Linked DNA regions of Sus scrofa: region 2 is linked to region 1. The links are chromatin contacts, called in public promoter capture Hi-C maps. All regions are on one chromosome and are shown on one strand. Each heading gives the region's core, a stretch centred on a gene start, on an enhancer-like site or on the middle of the called end of the contact. The rest is flanking DNA. Distances are from core to core; before and after follow the strand shown. Region 1 holds the start of DPY19L4 (probable C-mannosyltransferase DPY19L4). Region 2 holds the start of KIAA1429 (protein virilizer homolog).

Region 1 (6,777 bases), core at 2,118-4,617:
GACTCAGGTTCAACCTCTGACCCCAACTCAGTGGGTTAATGATCCAGCATTGTCATGAGCTGTGGTGTAGGTCACTGATGTGGCTCAGATCTGGCATGGCTGACTGTGGTGTAGGCCAACAACTGTAGCTCCAATCCAACCCCCCTAGCCAAGGAACTTCCATATGCCAGACCTGCAGCCCTAAAAAGCAGAAGGGAAAAAAGGGCAAATGTCCTTACTTCAATGTACTTCCCCTCAATTCCTTTCTGCAGAAGGTGGTGGAGCATTTCAGGCCAAAACTGAAGCTGGTAATTATTACCTTGGAAGAGTGAACCATAAGTTACAACAATACCACCACCCAAGAATACATAGAATATATATGCTCAACATTAAAAAGCATTTTATTGGTTAAATGAATCTTCAAAACAACCTATTACAATAGGTACAACTGTTACTATTTTATAGACCTGTCATGGTTGCACAGAAAGCAACCATGTAGAAGATAAAGATGGATGTAGAAGATAAAGCAGGATCTGGAGGCCCTGTTAATGGGATTAGTGCTCTCAGTTGCTTCTGCTCTGGCTCCTTTCCTAGCCTTGCACAAATATAGTCCTTTGTTACAAAGTTACAGAGTGGGGCTTCCTTGTGTTCCTTTGGTCTGCCTTTTTACTTTATTGCCAGCATGCAGTTAATTCAGCTGAATTATTCAGTAGCTACATATTGTTGCTGTTCTAAAAGTGAATGTTGATAAATGAGTAACAAAGCTGCTGATTACACCCTGGAATTTGAGCCAGCGTTTTATAACTGAAACCCATATGATAGTAAACACCAGAAACATTAAAAAAAAAAAATCAATGTGGAATTGTCAGCTCCTTCTGAGTGGTCCTCAGGCTTTCTGTGCATGATTCATTTTTCCTTACTTGACACTCTCTCCATGGTTTCATCCTCAGCCACCTTCTCTATCTATTCTCTGGGCAAACTCACTCATTTACTTCCACATTCTCCTTTGGAGCTACAGAATTCCTTTTTTTTTTTTCTTTTTCTTTCTTTCTTTCTTTCTTTTTTTTTTTTTTTTTTTTTTGGTCTTTTGTCCTTTTAGGGCCGCATCTGCGGCACGTGGAGGTTCCCAGGCTAGGGGCTGAATCGAAGCTGTAGCTGCTGGCCCACACCACAGCCACAGCAATGTGGGATCCGAGCCATGCCTGCAATCCACACCACAGATCACGGCAACTCTGGATCCTTAACCCACTGAGCAAGGCCAGGGATCACACCTGCGTCCTCATGGACATTAGCCAGGTTTGTTTCTGCTGAGCCACGATAGGAACTCCAGGAATCATTTTCAACTCACCATGTATTACACCCAGTTTGTCATTAGGCTCTGTAAATTTTACTTCAGCACGTTTTGAATCCATTCACTTTGAACATTTTTATTTCCATTACCTTATTTTAAACCTTTATGTTTTTTTCAGGCACACTTGAGGCACGTGTAAGTTCCTGGGCCACGGATTCAGCCTACATCACAGAAGTGAACCCAGGCCTCTGCAGTAAAAACTCTGGATCCTTAATCTACTGCACCACAAGAGAACACCCTGTAGTTAATATTTTGAATGAAAAAAGTTTGTTTTCCTAACAAAATTACGTGGATTCAGGGATAAAGTATGCATTCTCATTATCCTCATGTGGAGGTTTTAGGGTTCAAGGGAATAATGTTTCTACTAGGGAACACAACATGATACCACTGATTTCTATCAAAAGACTGAATAATTATCTCTCTTCTATCATATTTCCATTTGATTTTTTTTTTTTTTTTGGTCACACCCATGGGCATTCAGAAGTTCCCAGGTCAGAGATGGACCCCACATCACAGCAGTAATCTGAGCAACAGCAGTGACAGTGCTAGATTCTTAACCACTTGGCCACCAGGGAACTCCTTTGCTATTTTTTCTCTCTATTCACTACTGTATAGAGCAGGCACATTTACATTTAAGTTCTTCAGGTGATCATGAAGGAATTACAGAAGGAATCATCATTTCTTAAGACCCTTGACTTGGAGTACCTGTCGTGGCGCAGCGGAAAGGAATCTGACTAGTATCCATAAGGAGGCAGGTTCCATCTCTGGCCTCACTCAGTGGGTTAAGGATACGGTGTTGCCGTGAGCTTTGGTGTAGGTCAGCAGATACAGCTCCAATTTGACCCCTAGCCTGGGAACCTCCATATGCTGTCAGGGTACAGCCCTAAAGACAAAAAAAAAAAAAAAAAAAAGAGGCAGAGAGAGACCCTTGACTTGGTAGAGTGTCCCTTAGCGGCCACTGTATTGTTCCCTCATGAGGGGGAATTCTGCCTGCTTATCATCTGATCATCGATATCAGCAGGCCTTTTCTGGGCAACTGGTACCCTCCACCATATTTCTAACTCCTCTATGTTTGGCAGGCAAGAAATATTTACAGGCAACTAAAAGCATAAAAAGGGTTCCTGGAACTGTTTTTGCACAGCAGTGAAAATTGAGAGCTTCTCCCAAAATATCTTAACTTGATCAAGGTGTTATTAGGAAGAAGATTCTTGCTGCCTGCTGAGAATGGGACATCCACAATAACCCCATGACATAGGTGAGTTCCTGTGCTTTTTTCCTCTCCTTCTAAAAACAGGCATTTTGTAAGTTCCTAAATTTACTTTTTAGTACTGTTGGTGGCGGAAGGTCCTGCCATATATGGAGAATGCTAGAAATAATAAAAATGAAGACAAACAGTGTAACAAGTTAAAACTGTGTTCCATTGCTGTGGAATATCTAAACGCAGCCCGTCCTCCGCACTGGCCATAGCACTACTGTTTTTAAAGTAATATCATAAAATGCAAATGAATTTGTTTAACCAGTTTTGGTGGTTAAATACACTAAGTTCCAAGCACAAGCTTCTTTCTTGCAACGGTCAAGTGGCCAATGTGCCAACCTAGAGTGTTTTCCCGCTCTCTGAAAACACCCTTAGGATGCAGAAGCCCTCAGTTCCAGTTCTGACTCCGACTGGCTTTATGACTTACACTTGCCGGATCTCAGTTTCCTCTCTGTAAAATGGGGCGAGTCTGGGGGCTGGATCTAGATATTCTTTGCCCTTCTGGGTCCAACTGCAAAAGCCCCCGAAAACCCAGTCGGGGTCGCATCTTTGGTTGAGGACAGCAAAGGGAATGGCTGCATCAGGACCCTGGGACTCACCCCGGGCGGGAGGAGGGCGGGGGAGGGGGCGTGCCCTGAGTGCCAGCAGTGGGCGGTGCCACCGGCGAGGAGCCGCCTTCCTGCCCGCGCAGGCCCTGGCGCTCCAGCGAAACGCTCCGGCCGCTCTCCACTCCCGGCACTTTGGTTCCAGGGCCCTCGTGGGGGACAGGATTGGCGGTGACACCGGAGGGGGGCGGGTCAGGAAGTGGGGGCGCGGCGGCCAGGAGCGGCCCTGGAGCGGCCAAGAGGTTCTGTAGTGCAGAGGGTGGGAGACTCCGGGCCGCGCTGGAGCAGGGGGTACTCCCCGGCCTCCGCTGAGACGATGGCGGAGGACGAAGGTGAGCGCTCCGAGGCCGGGCGCGACAAGTGTCGCGGAGATCTCGGGGAAGGGGAGTCGGTGCGCGAGGGCTAGGAGGCCTGGGTTGCTGGCTGTTGATGGTCGTAGCTGTCGGGTGGGAAGCGAGGTGGCGACGGGGGAGGTGAGTGGAGAAATTCAGGAGTGGAGTAAATAAATGGCCTGAAGTTGCATCCACCCAAGTGGGAAGCAGAAGTGGAGCTTAAAGTTGAGAATCCGGTAGGAAGAGAAAAGGCCGTGGGGGGAGTGGTTGGGCGGGAGGACTGTGAGCAGATGATTAATGGGGTGGGGGGCATGCTTTGGTTTAGATGTAGCTTTATTGAGTGCATATTCGAGAGGGAGTGTTGTTTAACCAAATGCCCCTCAGTCTGAGTACGCTCTTGAGGTCTTTGGGTTCTACAAAGTCTCCCCCGCAGGCTAAGGGGACAAAAAGAGGTTTGGGATAAACGAATTGGAAGGGGAAGAAGAGACAGAAACTGAAGGTCAAGTTCACTTATGATCGGGGGAGATGGCAAAGGGAGAAGGGATATAGGTAGTTTTGGGGGGATCTGGAATCCAGGAGTGCTTTGAGGGTGAAAGTGAGTGGGCTGGAGAAAGCTTTTCATGCCCCTTCAGGGCCAAGGCAAAGACAGTTAATTCACTCAGAGTATTTATTCTTAGAAATTGATTTATTGATAGAAATTATGATTTCTCTCATAGAAATTGAGAGAAAAATGAGTTGAGGAATTGAGCTAGTGGTAGATACTATAGGAAACATTTGTAGCCTATCTTCATGATATCCATACTACTTTCAGGCATATGTATATATACAGATATCACCCTAATGAGCAGTTGGATTTGTCATTCTTTTGGATATGTGACTTTTTACCTTGTTGAGGGTTGTGAATGTGATCTGCTTAGATTTAAGCCTTACTGATCCAAGAGTACAAGGAGGGAGTTTGGGGAATTCAGTGGAAAGAGATTTAAAAAAAATCAATTTTAAGAAGTGTTTGCTGCTCTGCGACTTGCTGCTTTGCCCCGTGCACAGTTTTTTTTATTTTTTTCCTAAAGTGTAGTTGATTGACAATGTTGTGCCTGTTACTGCTGTACAGCAAAGTGACTCAGTCATACATACATATACATTCTTTATGTTATTTTCCATCACGGTCTATCCCAGGAGATTGGATATACTTCCCTGCGCTGTACAGTAGGACCTTGTTGCTTATCCATTCTAAATGTAATAATTTCCATCTGCTAACCCCAAACTCCCAGTCTGTCCCACTACCTCCCCCCTTCTCTTTACCCACTCTTGTTTCATATTAGCTTCCTCTTCCTTGAGTGTTCAGTGTTAAAACAGATCTAAATTTAAGACACTCTACCTAAAAACAGGTTCAAAACCAAAACTCTTTGTAGTTGGTAAGGAGGAATATAATTCCATTTGTTGCCTTGGTTTTGTCTTCAATTGCAATATATGTAATACTTTTTATTTTTTATTTATCTTTTGAGGGTCGCACCCTTGTCATATGGAAGTTCCCAGGCTAGGGGTCAAATTGGAGCTGCAGGTACCATCCTGTGCTACATCCACAGCAATGCCAGGCACCTGTGACCTACACCGCAGCTTGATGCCACCCTGGATCTTTTAACCCACTGAGTGAGGCCAGGGATCAAACCCACAACCTCATGGATACTAGTCAGATTCTTAACCCGCTGAGCCACAATGGGAACTCGTGTAATACATTTTTTTACTTAAGAAGAATTTTTTTTTTTTTGGCTGCACCTGAGGCATGTGGAAGTTCCCAGACCAGGGACTGAACCTGAGCTACAGCACTGACAACAACAGATCTTTAACCCACTAAGCCACTAGGGAACTCCTATAATATACAATTTAGATTTTTTTTTTCTTTTCTAATTGCAAATCCCTGGGGTAGGCTGATAAGCTGGCTTGTATGTTTCCATGAGGACTTCCATGCCTAAGTTAAAGCATGAAAAAAAATTACAGTACAAAAAGTCTTTTTTTTTTGGTTTTTGTCTTTTGTCTTTTTTTTTGGCTGCACCCGTGGCATATGGAGGTTCCCAGGCTAGGGGTCAAATTGGAGCTATAGCTGCTGGCCTACACCACAGCCACAGCAACGCCAGATCCTTAACCCACTGGGTGAGGCCAGGGATCAAATCCGTGTCCTCATGGATGCTAGTCGGGTTCTGGCATTGCTGTGGCTGTGGTGTAGCCTGGCAGCAATAGTTCTGATTCGAGCACTAGACTGGGAACCTCTATATGCCTCGGGTGTGGCCCTAAAAAGACAAAATAAATAAATAAATAAATAAATAAATAAATAAATAAATAAATAACTTACTCTGGGAATCTCTTCTCTTGATGCTGTAGAGGGTTATGGTATTTATATTTATGTTTCTTAGAAGAAATAATAGAGCAAAGGAAGAAATGACAGCCTTGAATGGAGCAGAATTAACACTTCACTTGGAAATTGCTATTATAGTCTAGGTGGACGTTTTCAAGCTTATTTGTAGCCCTGTTAACAATCTCATGTGAAGATCACTGGCCAGAGACTGAAATAGCAGGTTATTTTTGTGGCTGTGTTATCATTTTTATTTAGTTTGACTTTTTCTCTAGTTTCTTTCTTTGTTTCGATATGGACAGATTCTTTTTCTCAAGTTTTATTGAAATATAGTAGATTTACAGTGTGTTAATTTCTGCTGCATGATGAAATAATTCAGTTATACATATATACACATCCATTCTTTTTCAGATTCTTTTCCCATGTAGATTATTACAAAATATTGGGTAGAATTCCCTATGTGGACAGATTCTTTTTTTTATTGAAGTACAGTTGATTTACTAGTTTGACTTTCTTCTTTTTTAAATTTTTATGGCCATAATGACAGCATATGGAAGTTCCTGGGCCAGGGATTGAATCTGAGCTGCCTCTGTTACCTACACTAAAGCTGCAGATCCTTTAACCCACTGTGCCAGGCCAAGGATCAAACCTGTACCTCTGTGGCCACCAGAGCCACTACGGTTGGAATCTTAACCCACTGCACCACAGCAGAACTCCTAATTTGACTTTTTCTTTATAGGGCTAAAAATATAAGATAGTGAAATTCTACCCCAGAGCTTTCCTATCAGAATTAATAATCTAGTTTGTCCACTGCTTTGTCTTTTGTTGATTTTCCTTGTAGAGATTCTGGGCTTTATCTATTATGAAGATCAATATAAAGGACATGAAATAAAATTTACATCCAGTCA
Region 2 (7,356 bases), core at 4,171-6,670, 180 kb before region 1:
TCTGATTGGACCCCTAGCCTGGGAACCTCCATATGCCGCGGGAGCGGCCCAAAGAAATAGCAAAAGAAAAAAAAAAAAAAAAGATACTATATAGAATATTTTGGGAAGGAAACAGGGATAGGGATAAGAGAAAGATTTACTTTTTACTGTACACACTTTTGAATTTATACCTCATACATGCATTACACACTCAAAAAAGAGATGATGCTTGAAAATGAAGTTTACTTTTAAAATGCTGTTTAGGTATATTTCTTGATTTATAAAGATGCAAGACACATTGCTAGGGTGAGAAAAGAAACTCAGTGCCTTAATGTAAGTAGTGGGTATATATTTAAGTGTGTGTATATATACATTTTATATATATATATATATATATATTTACTTGAGGCTTTATGAAAAATTAAAATTGTTAATGATAGATGGATTAATAAAGGTGGAACTGAAGTTTCTGCTGTGGCACAGTGGGATCAGCACCTTCTCTGCAGTGCCGGGACACAGGTTGGATCCCCAGCCTGGCACAGGGGGTTAAAAGATCTGGCATTACCACAGGTGTGGCAAAGGTAGCAACTGCAGCTCAGATCAGATCCCGGGCCCAGGAACTCCATATGACATCGGGTGGCCAAAAAAGAAAAAAAAAAAAAAGGTGGAATTATGAAAGTCTTTGCCTTCCTGTACCTTCTAACTTTACTATAATGAAATTAAAATGTACTAAAATAACATTTTTTTTATTTTTTAGGAAGTAGCATACAAACCACAAAGCAATTTGTACTTCATTTAGCACTACTCAAAACCTTTATGTGTAGTCCGCTTATGAAACTTGAATAAATGCCTGACTTCCCCACCAGATTACAAATTCCTTTGAAAGCAAGGGCAAAAAATACATACATACATACGTACATACATACATACTGTAAAGAAGTTCCTCTCGTGGTGCAGCGGAAAAGAATCCGACTAGGAACCATGAAGTTGCCGGTTCGATCCCTGGCCTTGCTCAGTGGGTTAAGGATCTGGCATTGCTGTGAGCTGTGGTGTAGGTCACAGACACGCCTCAGATCTGGCATTGCTGTAGCTGTGGTGTAGGCCAGCAGCTGTGGCTCCGATTAGACCCCTACCCTGGGAACTTCCATATGCAGAGGGTGCAGCCCTAAAAAGCAAAAAAAAAAAAAAAGCAAAGAAAAAGAAAGCAAAGGCAATGAGTTTTGGGTTTTTTGTTTTGCTACTTGTACTGCCCCTCCTAGTTTTTTGGGTTTTTTTTGTTTTGTTTTCGTCTTTTGCCATTTTCTTGGGCCACTCCCTCAGCACATGGAGGTTCCCAGGCTAGGGGTCAAATCGGAGCTGTAGCCACAGCAACTCGGGATCCGAGCCGAATCCTCGACCTACACCACAGCTCACAGCAACGCCGGATCCTTAACCCACTGAGCAAGGCCAGGGATGGAACCCGCAACCTCATGGTTCCTAGTCGGATTCGTTAACCACTGAGGCACGACGGGAACTCTGGCCCCTCTAGATTTATAACTCGCCTCCGAAACTGTTTTTCATAAATAATTGTTAAACAGATTCCCAACTTCCTACTGTGCAAATCTATTTGGTGTATGACTAAACAAATCAAAAACTAAAATATCCTGTTCCCATCAAACACACTTTAAACCCACTTCCAGAATTTTCTGACTAACGATGGTCCCACCAATTCTCTAGTCTTTATAACTAGAATTCCATCATTTTTAACTACTCTCACACCATCAGTTGCCATCCTGTCAACTCTATAATCAAAATTTACCTTGTACCTACCTATTCCTTCCTTCTTAATCTCACTGTAATATAGCATAGCACAGCTTTAGAGCTGGAAAATGTGCTTTGCCTTTTTAGGAAAGTTACCAAACCTCTCATGCTCAGTTTCCTTATCTATCAAATAGGGATAACCACCTTCCAAAATTAATGGAAGGATTAGAGATAATGTATTTAAATTACCAAAGCACTGCATCTTGCACAGAAGCACTCAATAAATGCTAATGATGATTAATGCACACCTGCTAATGCAAGCTTTCACTGTCTCACCCTTTTCTCAATTTGCCATCTCTAATTTTTCAGAACCATTTTTGGCATTACTGATGTACCAATGTACTAACCTACCTTAATTTTTCTAATCATATAATTTGCCTGCTCAAAAACTATTTTTTTTTCCTTTTTAGGGACACACCTGCAGCATATGAAAGTTCCCAGGTAGGGGTCGAATTGGATCTGCAGCTGATGGCCTACACCACAGCCACAGCAACTAGAATATGAGCCGCATCTGTGACCTACACCACAGCTAGGGCAACACCAGATCGCCAACCCACTGAGTGGGGCCATGGATCGAACCTGCATCCTCAAGGATACTACTCAGATTCGTTTCCACTGTGTGACAATGGGAACTCCTCAAAAACTATTTATAAAGGAGTTCCCTGGTGGCCTAGTGGGTTAAGGATTGGGCCTGGTCATTGCTATCACTTGGGTCACTGCTATGGCTTGGGTTTGATCCCTGGCCCAGGAACTTCCATTTGCTACAGGCATGCCCCCTAAAAACAAAAACACAACACAAAAAACTATTTATTTCTTATAAATCCCATGCTCCTTTGCTGACCATTCAAGGAACTATGTGATCCGGCTTCAAAACTGCCTATCAGGAGTTCCCGTCGTGGCGCAGTGGTTAACGAATCCAACTAGGAACCATGAGGTTGCGGGTTTGATCCCTGCCCTTGCTCAGTGGGTTAACGATCCGGCGTTGCCGTGAGCTGTGGTGTAGGTTGCAGACACGGCTTGGATCCCGCGTTGCTGTGGCTCTGGCGTAGGCTGGTGGCTACAGCTCCGATTCGACCCCTAGCCTGGGAACCTCCATATGCCATGGGAGCGGCCCAAGAAATAGCAAAAAGACAAAAAAAAAAGCCTGCCTATCAGGTGCCACGTCACACTTCAGCAAAGCAGAGGTCTAACTACTCCAGGAGAATGCCCTCCTTTCTATCTATAACTGTGGAACATATCCTCTTTCACCAAACACCAAGTTCATATACCACCTGCCTTGATGAAATATTCCCTGATACTCTCAGTGAAAAGCAATCTGTCCTTCCTCTGAAATCACATTTTATTTGTACCACCAAAAGGGAGCTAAATGTTGACTGGGGTCCTAATGTATCAGACACTGATGGGCATTCTGGAAATAAAGGTGACAAAACCCAAAAAATTTCCACCTGTCTCTTTATCCACTCATCATAATCTAACTTCAATCATAATTTTATGGACCTCATCTTCAATATTAGTTATAAACTCCTTGAGAACAAACATCTTAACATTCCATATCCCAGAAAAACTCTACTCCTCCAAGAGTCGGTGCAAATGTGATCTCTACCAAGCCTTCCTCAATCATTGCCAGGAGAAGCTACTTACTACAAGTCCTAGTCTCTCCATGGTGCTCAATGTTTGCTTAAGAATGAATGAAGAAATACTAGATTTCTAAATATACAGTAAGTGTATGAATGCTAACTTTTCTAAACTAGAATGCTAACTTAATTCATCATGTGGTTTTCTTTCATCTTTAACTGTTCTCTTATTTCTGTACTCATGATAGGTTTGTTCTTAGCCAACTACTGCCTCCACTGTGAGTTTTCTAAAGCCTAGCTGGCATTACAGTCAAGAGAAGCATTGTCATCGATCAAACAGCTAACTGACCCACATGGAATGAGAAATTACAAATCAATCATTTAGTATATCCTAAAGTTTCCAAACATCTGATCCTTATGGACCTATAAACCACTCGTTAAAATAATTAGAAGATCAAGAGTGTTAAACTTTTGGAGTTCCCGTCGTGGCGCAGTGGTTAAGAAATCCGACTAGGAACCATGAGGTTGCAGGTTCGATCCCTAGCCTTGCTCAGTGGGTTAAGGATCCCGCTTTGCCTTGAGCTGTGGTGTAGGTTGCAGAGGCAGCTCGGATCCCATGTTGCTATGGCTCTGGCGTAGGCCGGTGGCTACAGCTCCGATTGGACCCCTAGCCTGGGAACCTCAATATGCCGAGGGAGCGACCAAAGAAATGGCAAAAAGACAAAAAAAAAAAAAAAAAAAAAGAAGATTGTTAAACTTTTTATTCTACCATGCACCAAAGTACAACCACTACCCACTACCACCACTATCTCTGAAAGAAGTTCTCTCTTGGGGTACAAACTACTGTATGTATAAAACAAGCTACAAGTATATATTGTACAGCACAAAAAATATACCCATTATTTATAATAGCTTTAAAGCGAGTATAATCTATGAAAGTTGTCAATCGCTATATTATACACCTGAAACTAATATAATATAAATCAACTATACCTCAATTTTTTCAAAGGGAAAGTTTTCGCTAAGATAACACTGAAAGAGAAAAAGGAGCTCTGGGGTTTCTTTAAATTTCTCTAGGGACTTCATTACTGTTCGTTTTAGGGAAGCTTTCGTCAACTATTAATTTACATATCGCAGAGCCCTTCAGGGGCGCTCAAATTAACACAGAACAGAATTACAACAGCCCACTCTCTCCCCTCAAACCACAATCTCTCCACTTCACAAGCATTCTCCACTCAAAGGACGTACCATATACCTATTTCTCGTTCCAGTGAGCGAAGTCTTTGCAAGGGAGAAGTACTATTCAAGTTTCAGGGCAAATTGGAAACCGCCACAATCCTAAACCCAATGGGTGTCACATCTGGGTAGCCTAACTCCCGTTAGAAAAGAGACCTAGGAGACGGGATTTAGAAATCACGTAACCAACGTGATCCACTCAGTCACCACCACTACTGTCAAACACAGGCTGTCCAAGACTCCTTCTAGAACACCACCTGAGGGAAACATGAGAACCGCTTTCCAGGTCAAAAGCAGACCCGGGGCGTGGGGGAGCAAAGAGAACACAGTACCCAAACCCACCAAAGACAACGCGGGCATAAGGTAACGCAAAGAAATGCAGGAGCTCCCTCAGACGCGGCGCCCACACCCAAGTTGGTGGGGGCGGGGGGGTGTATGTAAGGAATTAAAGCGACAATCGGCACGAGGAAAAGTCGAAGCACACCTAACGATTTTTTGTAAGGGTCCTCAAGTCGAAAAGCAGGGTCGGAATCACGTCACGAAGCCTTACCTCAGCGCTGGGGTGTTTAAAAGTGTCTAAAAATAGCAGCTCCATCGCCGAGTCCACCGCCATGTTTGCCGCGGGCGGGGGAAGGGGGAGGACTTCCGGGGCAGCCCTCCCAGCTCGGCGACAGCGGCTCGGGACGCGGAGAGACGGCGGGACTTCCCGTGACCAGAGCGCTGGCGCCGCAAGCCTGGGCCTATCCTGACGCGTCGCGCTGTCGGAAGTCTCCGGCCCAGCCTTCTTCAGCGCGGCGGAGACACCCTCAGAGAGCCGAGGGGGCGGAGGGAAAAGGGAAGGGACGACGGCGTCTCCAATGGGTCAAACCTCCCTCGCTCTACTGCGTTTTACAGCCACGACGGTCTGGGGTGGCCGGGTGCAAAGCACGCTCTGGAGAGGCGGAGGCGGAGTCAGCCGCGCTGCCAATTCTGGATACCCCGCCCTGTGAACCCGCTAACAAGTAGCCTTTCCAAACTGCAAAAAGGTGCATTGAGCGAGGTTGAAAAGTAAGACCTTTCTTTTTTTTTTTTTTTTAAAGAAAAGAAACTTTCAAAATGAAAAGGTTTTTTTTGGTCTTATCTGCAAAATGTGAATTGTCAATAGTAATAATACCCAACCCACAGACTGGGTAAGGATTTATTTAAATAGGATTTAAAAAATTATAAAACGTGAAGTAAGACTTCCTGTCTCCCTATTGATGAACATGGGAGCGGTTGGAACTATTTCGTAGTGGAACCGTTCGGTAGTTCTAAATTAGCACGAGTGTTTAGAAGCTCGATTAGGAATTAGCTAGTAAAATTACGTCTGCCTACTTCACTTCTAGGAAAATTCTTGCGCATGTGCCCAAAGAAACACCTACAGATACAAGAATATTCATGGCAACTCTTCATAGTTTTAAAAAGCTGTAAACTTAATCGTCATTAGTAAACTGTAAACTCTGGTGTTTACGCCATATAACAGTATATGGTAGGTAGAATGAACTAGTGCTATATCTACTAACACGGAGAACCTAAAAAATGATAAAGCAAACACCTATTTTGCACGTATTGTAGAGTGTGTAGTATAAAAGAGCATTTAAATAGTTCAAAAACATATAAAATAAATTAACATAAAAATATGTTAGCAAAATTTAAAAGAAATGCATTAGAACTGTATATACTAAAATTTCAAGAGAGTGAACCAGAGGGAGATGTGATTGAGAAGTGGACATAGACTTCAAATGCTTTGTTAATGGTTTTTTATTTTGTTTTTCTCTTTTGGAGGCCTCAAAGCATATGGATTTCCCTGGCCAAGGATCAGATCCCAGCAGCAGTGTCGACCTAGCTGCAGCTGCAGCAGTGCTGGAGCCTTGGGATTGGACCTGTATCCCAGCGCTCCCAAGAGGCCACTGATCCTAATGTGCCACAGCGGGAACTCCGATAACATTTTATTTTTTAGGTTGGTAGTCGTTAAACAGGTGTGCTGTACATTTTTATTTGTACCTTTTGATATGTCCAAAACATTTAATAATGAATTAATTTTTATTTTTTAAAGTAAATCTCCAGTCCATCCCCTTCCTCAGCCATCCAGTTATCCAGTTTCCTCTATTAGTTAACAGGTTATCGCTTTACTATTTGATTTTTTTTCAAAGAATGATTCTTGCATGCATATTTATTATTGCTATCATTTTTCTGTCTTCTGATTCTTCAGTTTCTGCTTTTGAATTTGCTAATTCCTTCTTTCTGTTCTCTAGGCTCATATGCTATTCTTTTTCTAAGTTCTATGGTAATGCCCAAGTTACTTATATTCTTGTTTATTACTATAGTTATTTTTGTCAACCACTTCTCTAAGCACTGCTTCAACTGTAACTAATAACCATAGAGTGCTTTTATTATTGATATTTTTTACATAGTCTCATTTTCTTAACTTTGATTTTCTTTTTTGACTTAAGAGTAGTGTGAGGTAGATTTTAATAATAATAAACTATTTTTAGAGCAGATTTAGTTTTACGGGAAATTTAGCAGATAGTACAGAGTTTCTGTCTATATATCCCTTTTTACCTATCAGAGATTTTCCTATTATTATTGTTTTGCATTAAGGTGGTACATTTATTACAATTGATGAGCCAGTATTGATACATTGTTATTAATTAAAGCCCATAGTTTGTTTCACTGTTGTGTTGTACATATATACCATATGCATGCTTGAATTTTTAGACTGTCTCTGAAGTAGTTATGCAAGAAACTG

Evidence for each region. Promoter capture Hi-C pulls out the DNA fragments that hold promoters and counts their contacts.
Region 2: a promoter capture Hi-C map of liver shows a contact between it and region 1, with 2.8 times the contacts expected there. The contact joins the promoter of KIAA1429 here to the promoter of DPY19L4 in region 1. A contact is called at or near these places in 1 of 5 promoter capture datasets (liver), 2 of 47 Hi-C or Micro-C datasets (heart right ventricle and psoas muscle) and 1 of 2 datasets of contacts at active chromatin or transcription factors (alveolar macrophages).

Annotation. Positions count from the first base shown.
Region 1 is chr4:41,982,409-41,989,185 of Sscrofa11.1, reverse strand. DPY19L4 (probable C-mannosyltransferase DPY19L4) reads left to right here and starts at 3,367. Exons shown (of 19, transcript XR_002343212.1): 1 at 3,367-3,522.
Region 2 is chr4:42,160,488-42,167,843 of Sscrofa11.1, reverse strand. KIAA1429 (protein virilizer homolog) reads right to left here and starts at 5,420. Exons shown (of 24, transcript XM_021089096.1): 1 at 5,140-5,420. The coding sequence starts at 5,202.